2 separate regions of the Sus scrofa genome follow, and region 2 is linked to region 1. The links are chromatin contacts, called in public HiChIP or PLAC-seq maps. All regions are on one chromosome and are shown on one strand. Each heading gives the region's core, a stretch centred on a gene start, on an enhancer-like site or on the middle of the called end of the contact. The rest is flanking DNA. Distances are from core to core; before and after follow the strand shown.

Region 1 (4,829 bases), core at 1,382-3,881:
CCATGAGGTTGCGGGTTCGGTCCCTGCCCTTGCTCAGTGGGTTAACGATCCGGCGTTGCCGTGAGCTGTGGTGTAGGTTGCGGACGCGGCTCGGATCCGCGTTGCTGTGGCTTTGGTGTAGGCCGGTGGCTACAGCTCTGATTAGACCCCTAGCCTGGGAACCTCCATATGCCGCGGGAGAGGCCCAAGAAATAGCAAAAAGACAAAAAAACACACACACACACACACACAAAAAAATATATATATAATAGAAAAAAAATAGGAGTTTCCATCATGGCGCAGTGGAAATGAATCCGAATAGGAACCATGAGGTTGTGAGTTTGAGCCCTGGGCTTGCTCAGTGGGTTAAGGATCCGGCATTGCCATGAGCTGTGGTGTGGGGTTGCAGACTTGGCTCAGATCTGGCACTGCTGTGGCTGTGGTGTTCCTGTGGCTATGGTGTAGGCCAGCAGCTACAGCTCCAATTGGACCCCTAGCCTGGGAACCTCCATGTGCCAAGGGTGCAGCCCCAGAAAGACAAAAAGACAAAAAAAGAAAAAAGAAAAACCTAAAAAAAATGTAAGGAGATATTCTCTTTTTTCCTCCCATCAGTGCTTTGGATTGCTTCTACTCTTACCTACCCAAGATCTTTACCTAATGACTAGCACTTCTCTTTGAAACTTTTTCTCAGTTGTGTCTTCCCTATCAGGCAGTTGGTTGGTTCTGTGTGTCTCAATTCTAACAACAACAAAACAACGGAAACAAAAAACTTTGACTCCTTGTCATCCTCTTTCGCTCCTCCCCTCAAGACCAAACTTTCCAAAGGCATTCTACAACTTGACCCCATTTCTGCATCTCCCCTCTCTCTGAACTATTGCATATGGAGGTTTCCAGGATAGAGGTCAGATGGGAGCTACAGCTGCTGGCCTACGCCACAGCCACAGCAATGCAGAATCCGAGCCACGTCTGCGACCTACACCACAGCTCATGGCCAGATCCTTAACCCACTGAGCAAGGCCAGGGATCGAACCCATAACCTCCCGGTTACTTGTCTGATTCATTTCCACTGCACCACAACAGGAACTCCGCAGTCTATCTTTCAACCTCATCATTCTATCACATGGTTTTCGCTAAGATCACCAATGACTTCTGTGTTACTAAATTGGAAGGATATTTCCCAGGCTTCATCTTCCTTGAACTTTTAGGAGTACACAAACTCCTGTGAAAGGTTTTTTATTTCCAGCACTGTGCTTTATTCTTAGTGATGCCTGGAAGCATTTCCAGATCTGCTTAAAATCTTTTTTTTTTTTTCCCTCTTTTTGCCTTTTCTAGGGCTGCTCCTTTGGCATATGGAGGTTCCCAGGCTAGGGGTCCAATTGGAGCTATAGCCGCCGGCCTACGCCAGAGCCACAGCAACTTGGGATCCGAGCCACGTCTGCAACCTACACCATAGCTCACTGCAATGCCAGATCCTTAACCCACTGAGGAAGGCCAGGGATCGAACCTGCAACCTCATGGTTCCTAGTCGGATTCTTTAACCACTGAGCCACGTTGGGAACTCCTGCTTAAGATCTTTTGATATTCTCAGTGATCATGGTAAAGTGAAAAAATGCAAGATCTTCTAAGATCTAACTTTTTTAAAAAATTGTAGTATGATTGATTTACAATGTTATGTTAGTTTCATGAGTACAGCACAGTGATTCAGATATATATATTACAAAATGTTGGGTATCATTCCCTGTGTTATACAGTAGGTCCTTATTAGTTATCTATTTCACATGTAGTAGTATCATTGCCAACTTTTTTTTTTAACAGCTGCATCTGTGGCATATGAAAATTCCCAAGCCAGGGGTTGAATAGGAGCTGAAGCTGCAGCCTGCAGCTCCAGATTCCTGGGGCATCTGTGAAGCTGCAGCAAGATGGGAGGATCCTTAACCCACTGAGCCAGGCCAAAGATTGAAACTGCATCCTCACAGAGACAACTGTTAAGTCCTTAACCCACTGAGTCACAGCAGAAACTACATCATTGCCAACTTTTAAAAACCCTTTCTCCCCTTCACCGGAAGGCGGCGCGCTTTAAGCCTCTCAAGTAGGATGAACTGCAAGGAATTTCCAGAAGGTGTTATGTTGTTCTTGGCACACTCTGTTCTCACAGTCTGGAAACTCCTATCTCCTTCCATTCCAAATTTCCGGGGGAACTCCTACTTAGCCTTCACGATTCAAAAGTCACTTCCTCCGGGAACTCTTCCAGATACCCTAAGAATAAAGCGCTTTGTTCACTGTGCCCCAACGGCGCCTCGGATTTTTCATATTCCAAGCACTATATTCTGTCCACTACAATTTGTTTACATATCTATGTCCCAGTCTAGGCAAAGGTCGGGGAGGCATTCTATTCGTTTTCTCTTCCTCAACATTCATCTCGTACATTGCCTGGTACACGGTTTGCCCTCGGTAAATGTTTATTGCATAAACACTTTCCATCTTGGGCGGGACCCGAATTGTCGGGTTAACCGGTGAGTCCCCAGACTCTTCGCCTGCGTGGCAGGGAGATTTAAACCGCCCCCCCGCCCCCACACCAGGGTGATTGGCTCCAGCTGCAGGGGTGTGTCCGCGCCCGCCGCGCCGGAGGAGCGCGCAGGCGCGCAGGTTCGGCGCGCGCAGGCGCAAGAAGAGAGCAGTTGGAGAGTCCGGCCTGCGGGTGTCCGATCTGCTGCGGCCGGAGAGGAGTGGCCGGAACTGCTTGGTGAGTCTCCAGGAGTGGGATTGAGGGAGCTGGCTGCCGTGAAGATTGGGTTCATAATCCCAAGGAGAAAGTGTATATCGTGACAGTTGAAAAACTGGTGGGGTCGGGCTTGAGGGGAGGAGGGGGCGCTCTGGCCCGAACTGAGCCGGTCCGGCCGGGCTCGAAGACGCGAGGCTCCTGGAGACTCTCTAGGGGTCAGAGGAGGAAGGGTGGAGGGATGTTGGTTCTCCGGACTTTCCTTGAAACCTAGCAGAGGTAAACTCCCACTCCCTGACTTCTCACCCTCGCAGTTGTCGGGATTAATAGACTTTATGGTGGCCACAGTGATCAGATTAATTTTCAACTACCTGTATGAAAAAGGTTTCTGAGATTCATGGCATTGGAGAGTCCATGCTCTCTAGGAAAGTCTGTACTTGGCTCGCGGCTTCACTGAAGACAAACGAAGGAAAGAGTTATTAAAAGTAAAATTCCACGGAGTAAATGGTGGTGGTGGTGGGGAAGTCCTGGAAAGTGCTGTTTCACCTGGAACTTTTTTTCATCATTAGTCACCACAATGCTAGACAAGGCAGATGGGGGTCAGAGGCAACGAAAGTCGTCAAAATTGGGAAAAGAAGATGAGAAGAGAATATAAATTTTGCCTTTTGCTACTTGCCCTCTCCTTTGGGGAGGGCTGGAGGCGATTATGGATACTGGCAGCTTATGACAGTGTTGCCTTAGCTTCCTGAAAATAATGTAGCTTCTTAGTAGAAGGTATTTCAAGAATTGAGAGTGATATTATTCCATCTGCCCTGGGACCTTAAAACTGGTTTGCAGATGTTCTGGTGAAATCCTGCAGGTTTGGCCAGATGGAAATGGTTCTTCCACTTTCTTGGTTAGCCTGAAAGATACCACGCTTGAAATTCATGAGACATCTTTAGCAAGAATACTTTGACATTTAAACTTAAAATATTTCATAGTAAAATTTTAAAATATTATTTCTTCCACCAGCAAATTTGATTCCTAAGGCATCCACTAATCACCTGCCTTTCATTCCTTTGGAAAGAGGTAATGAGAAAAAAACACTTTCATATAAATATTAACAAATATTAGGAGAAAACCCTCTTCCTATATGACCATGCTCCTTTGACAGGCCATGTGAAAGTAAATTAAATGATCATGTAACTTAACCCACAACTTAGATATCAGTGTTGCTAGGGATCTTTTTCTAGGTGCTTGTGACATGTAAATATGCCCTAGAGAATTGCTATTATCTTAGTTCCAGAATAGGAATGGCTTATTGTGTCATTATGTTTTTAACAATATTACACACTCTTTCCTATAAACAGAATTTCTGAATGCTTCTTAGTATTTGTTTCTTTTACTCTAAATTAGCTTTAGTAACAAGCTCACTGAACTGAAGGTCACATCTTTTTATCATTCAGAACCCACCCTTGAACCAAAAAGAAAGCAAACAAACAAACCTAAAAACAGACCCTGTTGCTGATGGGACAGCTGTTGTTACTTCCCTTGGTATGAACCATACCACCATCATAAAAGATTTCCAAAGTAATAAATATGTTAACTACTAAGCACGTACGTATTGCTTAAATAACAACTAAAATTTCTTTTTCTTGCTTTGCGCTTTGGAAAATAGTGCTTTGGGCCTAATTGCCTCTTTTTTTTAAATAAAATGAAGATTGGATTATCTAAACTCTAAGGGCAGAAGATTCCAAAATTCTGTGAGCCTTGTGATGGCATTCATTGTTGTGACATAATTCTAACAAACCAGATGAAAGTAGATTAGAATAGCAAAAGGGAAAAAAAGGATGTTCACTCTTTGACATTTTTGTGAAATCAACTGCCTTTGTTTTGTTTTCCTCCTGTAGTTGCTATTTCTCCTTTTTTTTTTTTTTTTTTTTTTTTTGCTTTTTAGGGCCACTCAAAGTATAAGGAATTCCCAGGCTAGGGGTCAGAATGGAATCAGAGCCACAGCTGCCGGCCTATGCCACAGCCACAGCAACGCCAGATCCGAGCTATGTCTGTGAGCTACACCACAGCTCATAGCAACGCCAGATCCCTAACCCACTGAGTGAAGCCAGGGATCAAACCCACATCCTCATGGATACTA
Region 2 (4,829 bases), core at 1,001-3,500, 490 kb before region 1:
AAATAGTAAACTGGGAAAAAAAAGATCAATTCATGTTCCTGTGGATTTGTTCTCCTGCCTCAGGCTTGCTTGTTAGCCAGTCTGTGGGAGCAGAGAGAGGGCCACATCACATCCAGATTAGCAGTGTCAACAGCAGCTCCCTGACCCCATGATAAAGCCCCCACCACAAGGACAGAGGGAAGAACAACCTGGGGTGCTGTGAACATGCCACCACTAATGTCTGAGACTACAATTATAACAATGCTACCTTCTTACCCTTTATCTGTATATTTCCAAGAGTAGGTCCACCTCCCCCTCTTGTACTACTTGGTCATAACACTTCATTGGCCCATATACTTAAAAACTGGTTAGTATTATAGAGATCTTAAAGGTAGTGTCTATCATCTTTCAAGGTTTCAATTATTGTAATATTCCTATGGTTCATTCTGAGTGTTGGCGAGGTGACAGTTAATATTCTTTTCAGCCTATTAATAAGTATCAAATAAAGCAATTCAAAATTATTTTCTTCACATTCAATTTACTGTCTAGAACTATATTTCAATATAATATATTTGCTTTGTTGAGTTCATTCATAGTATCTCTGCAGACCTGGATTGAACATATTTTCTGTAGTGACAACTACTCTATTTGTAGGAACTATTTAGGTCACTGGAGTGGAGGAAAAGAGGCCGCTACTAAATAGAAATGGCTTGTATCCAAATATAGCTGCAGTTTTCTGAACACCTGTTGAACATCAATGAAGAGACTGTTACCATTTCAAAAGCCATGGGCCAAAACCTTAAATTAAATGATCAGTCACTTTGTTTCAACTGACACAGAGTTAAAACCAGGAAAATAAGTCTCCCAACCAAAGAAAGTTAGTGTTAATATACCAGCTGCTTTAAAAATAAAATAGTCTCTTCAAAAGGCAATCTGTTTCCACATAAATTATTTCCCATCAAAAATCACTTCTGGAACTATATGATTTGAACTGTCAAGGCATGCACAGTAATTGTTTGCTTTTAGAGACACAGCAAGCATGACAAATATTTTCAGTTGTCAAGGGCGAGGGAGGAGGGAATGACCCATCTAAGAAATGGAAACTAACGAATAGTAACATGACACTCCCCCTTAGTTCCACTGAGCGCTGGCGCGGCTGCTCCACACAGCTAACTTCCTGTGGCAGGATAAAGGGAGGCTGTGCAAGTGTAGGATCAAGGCGGCCTCTACCCCATCTCCCAACGCCCAACCCCGTGGTGGGGGGGCAGCATGGAAGAACTGCAAGGGAAGGGGGCGGGCAATATTCTGTTTTCATTCATTCATTCATTCATTCATTCATAATAAAGTTATACGCCGGGCACTGTGCTAGGGGTTTAACTTTGCCAGTTTGACTCATAACACATTCTGATATCCCACACCTCTGTCCCCATTACCAGCCCTGGGCCTCACTCGCTCATCAGGAAAGTGCTTATTGTAGCCTTGCTTTCCTTCCCTTTTCCGGGTCCCCGGGCTATGGTGACAAGATAAAGCTAGCCAGAGAACTGCCTTTCCAAAAGCAAGGAAGGAGGGCTCAGAGTTCGCGGAGGAGTTCCGAGGACACTTCAGGCAGCGTCCCTACTCCGGCGGCCGCGCCCCAGGCGGGGCTTCGGACACCCGGGCACCGCACTCAGACAAGGAACCTGTGGTCACGCCGATGCTGGAGGAAGAAGCAGCTACGAGAGGGGTCCTTCAAGGGGAAAGTGGGCACAGCAGGAGGTCCGAGGACGGCGAAAGGCTAGTGACAACACGCACACACGTGGGGAGGACCGTCTCCACGTAGGTGGTGGGAGACGGGTCCAGGCAGGGGTGAGAGGCGGGCGGGGACGGTTACCTGATAAAGGTGGTCTTGCCGGTGCTGTACTGGCCCACCAGCAGGATCATAGGCTTGTTCTCAAAGTCGGCGTCCTCCAGCGCGGGCGAGTGGAACTCGTGGAAGCGGTACGCCTCCTCCAGCGGTAGCACCTTGCGCAGGTAGAGCGAGCGCAGGCCGCCCGTCACCGTCTGCACGGCGTCCGCGCCGCCCGCGCGCTCCCGCCCGCCTGCCTGCCGCCCCATCCAGCTGAACATCCTGACGCCGGTCCACCCGTCCGAGCCCCGCGCTCGCCCTCTCGGTCCTGGTTCCGAGCTCCGACCCTCCTCCGGGTTCGACCCTCCCCGGCAACACCGAGCTGCCCTAACCACGCCCGCCCGGACTGGTCTCGCCTCGCGCCGTTTTAGCCAATCCCCGGTCGCTACGTCACGTGAGCTCGTTCACTATTCAGAAGAGCTCTCTCAACTCGTTCCTCATTGGGCCGCTGCCAGCGCGGGTGGAGGCGCTAGCCAATGGAGAGGAGGCTCTTAATGAATTATTGATGACGGAGACCTTCGGAAGGACTGGGCGGGGCAGAGGGTGTTTCTCGAACCCTCAGGCACAGACTGACCCGCCGAGGGGCCTGCTTGGGTCGCCGGGGCTCCACCTCTGGCCAGGTGGCGTCGGCTTCCGGGCAAATCTGAGCTGGTAGAAAACAAGCCTGCAGAGGCTGCTTAGTCTCCCGGAGCGTTTACTCATCGCAGCCCTATGGACGTCGACACTAGGGGCAAAAGTTCAGAAAGTTGACAAACAGGTTCTTTCTACCCACTGGCAGGTTATTATAAACCTCGTTTTAGTTGTGAAGACACATAATTGATAAAATTTGAAGTAAGGTACGCAGCCTCAATCTACCTAGGTAGATGGTTCTCCTACATATCCACAGCTGCCTCTACTAAATTCTGGCTCCATCGAAGGCCTTTTGCCCTTTGTTTTCTTTAATTTTCTGTAAAATCGAAGATTTAGTCATCATCCTCATGATTACAATCTATTTTCCACACATTGACATGAAAAGAGTTACTGCTACCTTCTAGCCAATCTCTTTTTCAGGTGAAAAGGACACATCTAAATTGAAATTAGAAGAAATAATCAGCCATCATTTTTGGTACCCTAGGTTACAGTTTTAGAATAGTTCTCTGTTGTTTTAGAGAGTTTCTCAAGTGTGGTGGTGGTGAGGCACCTCGGATGCTTGTTAACATGCAGATTTCTGGTCATCACCCCAGACCTTCTGAGTTAAAACATTGAGGAGGAATGAAGCTCAACAAGCAGCCCCAGGTGATTCTGTGTACCTTTACTTTGGGGAAAGAGGATGCACTACAGTGCTTGTCAAACTTGATAGAAATGCAGATTCTGAATCAGAGTATGGGATGGAACCCAAGGCTGCATTTCTAACAGTCTCCCAGTTCTGTCAATGCTGCTTTTCCATGGATCATACTTTGAGTACCAAAGCTGTGTGGAGCAAACAGGATTTGTCATCAAAAGAACTAGGTTTGAATTCTGACTATATAAACTAATGGCTATGTGACTTTAAATGCAATGAGTTTCCTCGCTGCCTCTGTTTCCTTGTTTGTAAAATGGGAACTCCTTTAGAGTTGTGTGGATAAAATATTTAGAGGGAGCTATATGTAACCAGGGAAGTGAAAAGAAAGCCAAGAGAAAATGAAGTTAGATGTCTGCTTTATGTTAAAATAAAGCAAAGACTGAAATGTCAAAATGACACCACAGATCTACTAGAAGGAGAACTACTACTTCAGAAGCTACTGAAGATTTGTAAAATTTTGGAAGGGAAAAGCCTAATTAAAATAAAAGAAAAATTATTTTAAAAAGGTAGGTTTCTCAACAAAAAAGTAAAGCCTTCATTGTTTTTTTAAGTACATAAAACACAAACCCATATAAACATACTCTTGCCATGGGATCCAGAAATTGCTCTTCTTGGTATTTACCCAAATAAGTTGAAAACTTATGTCAACACAGAAGCCACACACAAATATTTACAGAAGTTTATTCCGAAATGTCTCAACTTGGAAGCAACTAAGGTGTCCTTAACTAGATGAATGGATTAACAAACTGTGGTATGTTTAGACAGTGGAATATTATTCAGCTAAAAAGAAATGAGGAGTTCCTGTTGTGGCTCAGCGGTTAACGAACCTGACTAGCATCCATGAAGATGCCGGTTTGATCCCTGACAGTGGGTTAAGGATCTGGCGTTGCCTTGACCCGTGGTGTAGGTCGCAGACTCAGCTCAGATCTTGTGTTGCTGTGGCTGTGGTGTAAGCTGGCAGCTGTAGCCTGGATTGGACCCCTAGCCTAGGAATCTCCATATGCTGTGGGTATGACCCCAAAAAGACAAAATAAAAAATAAAAAATGAGGAGTTCCCATCGTGGCGCAGTGGTTAACGAATCCGACTAGGAACCATGAGGTCGCGGGTTCGGTCCCTGCCCTTGCTCAGTGGGTTAACGATCCGGCGTTGCCGTGAGCTGTGGTGTAGGCTGCAGACGCGGCTCGGATCCCGCGTTGCTGTGGCTTTGGTGTAGGCTGGTGGCTACAGCTCCGATTAGACCCCTAGCCTGGGAACCTCCATATGCCGCGGGAGCGGCCCAAGAAATAACTAAAAAGACAAAAAAAAATAAAAATAAAAATAAAAAATGAAAAGAAATGAACTATCAAGCCAGGAAAAGACATGGAGGAAACCTAAATCTATATTACTAAGTGGAAGAGGCCGATCTAAAAAGGCTGCACACTGGATGATTGCTACTATATGACATTCTAGAGAAGGCAAAACCATGAAGACCATAAAAAGATCAGTGGTTGCCTGGGGTTAGGGAGGAGGGAAGAATGAATAAGAAGAGCACAGATTTGTAGTGCAGTTAAAAATAATTCTGTATGATAACATAAATGTGGATACATGTCATTATACATTCATCCAGATCCATAGAATGTATAACACCAATTGTGGATCCTAGT

The links. HiChIP or PLAC-seq counts read pairs in DNA pulled down with a chosen protein or histone mark.
Region 2: an H3K27ac HiChIP or PLAC-seq map of alveolar macrophages shows a contact between it and region 1. The contact joins the promoter of EHD4 here to the promoter of SNAP23 in region 1. A contact is called at or near these places in 1 of 5 promoter capture datasets (liver) and 1 of 2 datasets of contacts at active chromatin or transcription factors (alveolar macrophages).

The regions. Positions count from the first base shown.
Region 1 is chr1:128,886,757-128,891,585 of Sscrofa11.1, reverse strand. SNAP23 (synaptosome associated protein 23) reads left to right here and starts at 2,631. Exons shown (of 8, transcript NM_001244719.1): 1 at 2,631-2,722.
Region 2 is chr1:129,371,936-129,376,764 of Sscrofa11.1, reverse strand. It overlaps EHD4 (EH domain-containing protein 4), which reads right to left and starts at 2,250. Exons shown (of 6, transcript XM_021097351.1): 1 at 1,850-2,250. The coding sequence starts at 2,085.